Linked DNA regions of Mus musculus: region 2 is linked to region 1. The links are chromatin contacts, called in public promoter capture Hi-C maps. All regions are on one chromosome and are shown on one strand. Each heading gives the region's core, a stretch centred on a gene start, on an enhancer-like site or on the middle of the called end of the contact. The rest is flanking DNA. Distances are from core to core; before and after follow the strand shown.

Region 1 (2,919 bases), core at 93-2,592:
TTCATTTTGACTAGTGGCCGAGTAAAGTTTAAGTTCCTAAGGCCTATTGGGAATTGACATCCTACTTGGCAGAAAGAAATATGTACATGGGTACTGTGACAAGTTAGGACATGAATGTTAGGTAAGTCAAGTCCCTGCAAGTTGAGTACCCAGATCAATGGGAGCAGGGTACATATACAACAAAGACAAGTTCCTAAGTAAACCCTCTATCCCTAAATCCTGATTGGTGGAATAATTTAGCACAGATGTTTGTGGATTTTAGGCTTAAAAACTCTATATAATCTTAACTGGGGGGTGGGGGTGAGGGTCACAGTTCAGTTCCCAAATGTGAACAGTGGCCCAGCCAATCACATTAGAGATTACCTAATATCCACCCCCCAATAAGAAGGCCCACACACCCTTGACTGCGGACACCATTTCAAAAAATGTGACCCACATACTGCTTGTTTCTTCAGAATAAACGCTCTTTGTCTTTGCATATTATCTATGTCTGGGGTCTTCTTCGGCGATTTTCAGACCGGTACAAATCCATGTTCCCGGAGGCAGCCACTGCTACTTTTATATCCTTTCAAAAGTATTTGAGTAAATCTTTGTAGACATAGGCAAAGACGCATTTCCACATATATTTACAAATGTGTCTGTGTATGTGTTTTCTTTTTACAAAACAAACAAACAAACAAACAAACAAACAAACAGATGTTTAATACTTTTTTGAAGCTGTTCACCAGCAAAGACATTACTCCGAGCTGCTCAAGAACCACTGTGTGTGGACTTTGCTTCTCTGTCTTCAGTGACTTTCTTCCAGGGCATTGTTTTTGCCAGTGTTTCTCTCTCACCGGGGGGTCACCAACATGCTTGTAGCATACAACTCGGGAATGACACAAGATCCTAAGAAACAGGATTTAAAGATACCGCAAATCAGCCCTCAGAGACGAGTTACCTGTTTCTATTCTAATTGACATCTTAAATTATGCTCCTTGCGAAGGGCTGGCCCACTGTACCAAGCTTTCACATTTTGTAATCTGACGTGTGAAAATAGCACCTTATCTCGGAATTACAAGTGAGGTTTTAAGGACCTTCCGATCTATAAGTTACTCGGTCTTTTTTTTTTTTTGGCCCGAATCTAACATGGTGCCCTCCACAGCTACTTCCGTGCTTTTGCAGGAAGGTAAGTGCGCCTGCCTGCCAGCATCAAAGATGGCAACAAGGTGCACATTCTCTCATCTGCGCAGGCTCCGATCGCTCCGCCCCGCCCCCTCCGGATAGCCTTTTCTGGCACCGCTCTAGCCGTCGCTCTCGGTGGGCACGGCCGCCAGCCAATCACAGGGCGTACCGCTCTGCTCCCCTCCCCCTCGCCTCCCGTGGATCAGCTGGGGTACCCGAGATGTCTGTTGACAGCGGTGGCGGCGACTGTAAGGCCGGTTCCGGGATCCGCGCAGGGCGTGGGGTAAGCTGGCCGGCGGGTGGGGTCCTGGCTGGGGAGGCAGGCGGCGGCCAGGCTATAGCAGCGGTGCTGAGCGTTTTTTAAGTAGTCCCTGAGCCGGCGTTTCTGGGTCTCTGTAGATGTGAGTCCTATGGAGCTACACGGGGAAGAGCAGCCGCCGCCGCCGCAGGAACCCTGGGGGAGGCTTCTTCGTCTAGGCGCAGAGGAGGACGAACCCCAGATCCTTCTTTGGAAACGCGAGTGGACCATCGGAAGGAGGAGAGGTGCGGTGGCCAGAGTGGAGTGAGGACGAGGATAAAGGCTAAAGGGGTAGACAGGGATGAAGCATAGGGACCTAAAGTGGGTACCCAACTGAGAGGAGACCGAGGGCCTAGAACAGGATCGAAGACCTAGTCAGAGTGGGTTTAGATGGGGAAACCGACAGGGGGTTTGAAGTGGGAAAAGTACCCGGCTGGCGATACAGAAGCTACTGGAATTCGGGGGGTGTGTGTGTGTGCACTGTTTTTCAACCCCCCCCCCCCCCCATAAAATGGGCTTATTTATTTGTGCAGTTGCTCTTCTGGATGCTTGATGATGGATATCAGTCAGTTCTCAGTACAACTTTGTGAAATAGATCTGTAAATATATCCTTCGAAATACGATCTTGTCCTCATTACTGTACACTTCTCTTTCTCAATGAAATGCAATTAGAAATTATTAACAAAAGGAAAACTGAAAAAAGGTATGTAGAAATTTGACACCACTGTTAAAAGGTTGACGGGTGAAAAAAAATAAACCACAGGGACTTTAGAAAAAATGTTTTGTGACAAATGAGAACAAAGAATATGCTGGAAGACTAGGACACTGTTAAACCAGTGCTCTGAGGGCAACTTATAATGGCAGGGTTTCTATTTGAAAAGATCTCAAAGTCCCAGGAAATAGAATAATTTATTTAATGAACTTAGGAAACTGAGAATTTGAACAAAGTTATACACAGATCCCAACATCGATTGCTTTGGGTCAAGGACATACATTTCTTTTTTTCGTTTGTTTTTGTTTTTGTTTTTTTTGGGGGGGCGGTTATGAGGCAGGGTTTCTATGTATAGCCTTGGCTGTCCTGGAACTCACTCTGTAGACCAGGCTGGCCTCAAGCTCAGAAATCCACCTGCCTGTGCCTCCCGAGTGCTGGGATTAGGACATAGATTTCTATAACTTGTGTCCACCTTATTTTGCTAGGAGGATTGATAAAATCTTACATGAACTGCTTGTGTGTAACCTAGCTTTGGACTCGGAGAGAGCTTAGATGGTAAAGTGCTTGAGGACCTGAGTTCAAATCCCCAGAGCCTATGTAAAAAACTAAGTGTGGTGGTACATGACTAGTCCTAGTTGTGAGGAGGCAGAGACAGAAGGAGCCACGTTTGCTTGCTGGGACTACTTTTGCAGACTTCTTGAGCTCTAGGCTCTCATTGAGAGACCCTGTCTGCCTCTGCAAACAT
Region 2 (2,712 bases), core at 89-2,588, about 35 Mb after region 1:
CTAGTCTGGGAACTCACAGAGATCCACCTGTCAGGTATAGACCACCACATAGGCTACCACACCTGTTGTGGGCAGTTTTTTTTTCCCTTAAGATTTATTTTTATTTTGTGTGTGTATGTGTGTGCATATGTGTGCACTGTGCCAAATGTGTGACAGGAGCCCAAGAGAGACCATCCAACCCTCTGGATTTGGAGTTACACTGGTTGTGAGCCACCGTGGGAACTAGGAACTGAGCTCCGGTCCTTTGCAAGAACAGTTAGGGCTTTTACTTGGTAAGCCATTTCTCCAAGCCAAATAATTTTTTATATGTGTATCCTTTGCCTGCATGCATATATGTTCACCTGGGGTGGTCAGCGTCTCCCATGGTCAGAGGGCATTAGATCCACCTCTAGAACCTAGTGACAGGGTTGTTAGCCACAGTTTGAGTTCTGGGAACTTAGCGAACCTTTGTACTCTGGAAGTGCAACAGTGCTCTTCAACACTGAGCCACGTCTTCAGCCCTTGGGCAGTATTTTAAAATATTTGATTTATGTAGCAGTTGTTCCTAATACTAGATAATTATAAGATTGTAAATTACAAGATTCTGAGCTTCACTAATTTCCAGGGGAACAAAATTATGGGAGTCTTGGCTTTGCATCTACTATTGCAAAAATAGTTGAGATAATCAAGCTTGAGGAGAGATTTTTGTGTCACAGTTTCAAACAGTTCTCAGTTAAACTTGCTCCCTTTGTGTCTACAGTGAAGCTGCACACAGCGAAGAACTCCTGTTGGAAGAAGTTGCTCACCTCATGGTAGGCAAAGAATCAAACATGAAGGAAAGGGTGGGACTCAAAGTAGGGCCTGACAGGAAAATCTTGGTGACCTTGGGCGAATCCTCTTGGGGAAAACGTTTGTCCCTTCCAGGCAGGGCAACACCTAGTATGTCCCTTTCTGTGGGCAATTTGGGGTCAGGCACTTCCTAGGAGAAATAAAGCCGGACCAAACCAGTATTAGACACGAGGGTGGTATTTCATCTTCTGCTTAGGAATCCTCCTGCACGCTCTTGCGGCCCGGGAGGAGTCGGGAGTTCTTTCCCAACCTCTGTCGCCCTCCTGGTGTAAGATGCGCCCTAATCAGCAGGGAGGGCTGTGCGACCTCGAGAAAGCGAAGCACAACAGCAACTAAGGCCTTATCTAGCGATGCTGCGGACCCCACCCACGAGACCGCATCCCGTGTCCGTCAGCTGACAGCTCGACCCGGGACACCCTCACCCCTGCTCTTCATCCGGGAACCTCACCCGGGACCGCCCTCCCGTGGACTTCCGTCGCCGGAAGTGACGTAAGGCGTCAGCCTTCTGGCAGTCGAGAGAGTGGCCCCGGACAGGCTGGTGCAGCTGAGCGAGGAGCGCCTCCGTGACGGGACAGTCTCCAGGCCCGCCTCTCCACCTGGGTGAGTCCCGGGGAACCGTTGTCGCGTCGCCGTGGGAGCGACCGCTTGTTTGGCCCGCGGGGCGGACGCGCAGGAGGCGCCGCGTGCGGGCTGACGGCTGTTCCCGGAGCTGGGGCGCGCGGAAGGCCGGGCTCGCGGCCCTGTTTTCCCCTCTTCCCGGGTTCGTCGCGGAGCCCGGGGAGCCGGGGTGGCCCCGTGGTGCGAACCCAGTGGCCGGGCCCGGGTGGCAGCTCGGTCTTGTGGCCCGCTTCGCCCTCTGGGGACCGAACCTTTGCCCAAGAGAGAGGTAGGCGGAGGGTGGCTCTGGGCGAGGCCTGCGGACGGGCCGGGAGCCTGGCGGAGGGCGGTGGACGGTGGACGGTGGACGGAACCCGGGCTCGTCCTTGGATCTGAAGGACACCAGGCTCCTCGCAGCCCTCCCTCGTGCTGCGCGCAGGTGGCTCGACCAGCCTGCCCTAAGGGTCTGTCTCCTAAGTGAGTTGTATCATTATTCATCGGGGCCCATTGAGTAATGCAGAACGGCCTTACCGCTTACCACATGATTCCTAAGGGGCCTGCTTTTGAGAAAAACAATGAGTAATCTTATCTGGCGTGTTTCACTGGGTCTCAGCTTGAGCCTCTAAATTACTTAGGACGCTCCATGGAAAGGTTTACGCAGTTGTACTGTGTTGAAAAAAATTCTTTTAATGGTAGCTATTTTGTTGTTGTTGTTGTTGTTGTTGTTTTGGTTTGGGTTTTTAAAAGACAGCTTTGAGGCTAACCTTGAACTTCTGAACCTCCTGTCTAAATCTTCCGAGAGCTGGGATTACACGCCCAGCGATACACACACACACACACACACACACACACATATATTTTAAACCACAGATTTGGGATTGTTCAGTAGAGTCTGAGTAATATCGAATTCTTACACCTTCCTGTTTGGGTTTTAAGTTTTGAAACCGAATGGTACTCATGTTTGTTTTTTTGTGAAGGGGGAGGTTGTTATGGATTGAAGGTAGGGCCTTGTGCATACTAGGAAGTACTCTACCCTTAAATTACAGGCATCTCCTGCTTCTGTGTTTTTCTTTTTGTTTATTTTGGTAACTTTTTAGGTTTTAAACCCTTCTTGGGCCCTAATTACCATGCACTTTACTTAATTACATTTAGAGAAACTTAAGTCTGTGGACTGTGACAACTAAAATCTAGTGGGGCTGGGTTTCTAGACAGGGTTTCTTTCTGAGGCACTGGCTGTCTTGGAATGTAGATCAGGTTAGCTCCAAACTCGTGTCTACCTGCTTCTGC

The links. Promoter capture Hi-C pulls out the DNA fragments that hold promoters and counts their contacts.
Region 2: a promoter capture Hi-C map of second pharyngeal arch cranial neural crest shows a contact between it and region 1. The contact joins the promoter of Zfp655 here to the promoter of Chfr in region 1. A contact is called at or near these places in 4 of 39 promoter capture datasets (cranial neural crest, frontonasal cranial neural crest, pre-B cells and 1 more).

What each region holds. Positions count from the first base shown.
Region 1 is chr5:110,134,488-110,137,406 of GRCm38.p6, forward strand. Chfr (checkpoint with forkhead and ring finger domains) reads left to right here and starts at 1,343. Exons shown (of 18, transcript NM_001289577.1): 1 at 1,343-1,447; 2 at 1,564-1,707. The coding sequence starts at 1,575.
Region 2 is chr5:145,230,404-145,233,115 of GRCm38.p6, forward strand. It overlaps Zfp655 (zinc finger protein 655), which reads left to right and starts at 1,339. Exons shown (of 4, transcript NM_028298.4): 1 at 1,339-1,428. It also overlaps Gm6287.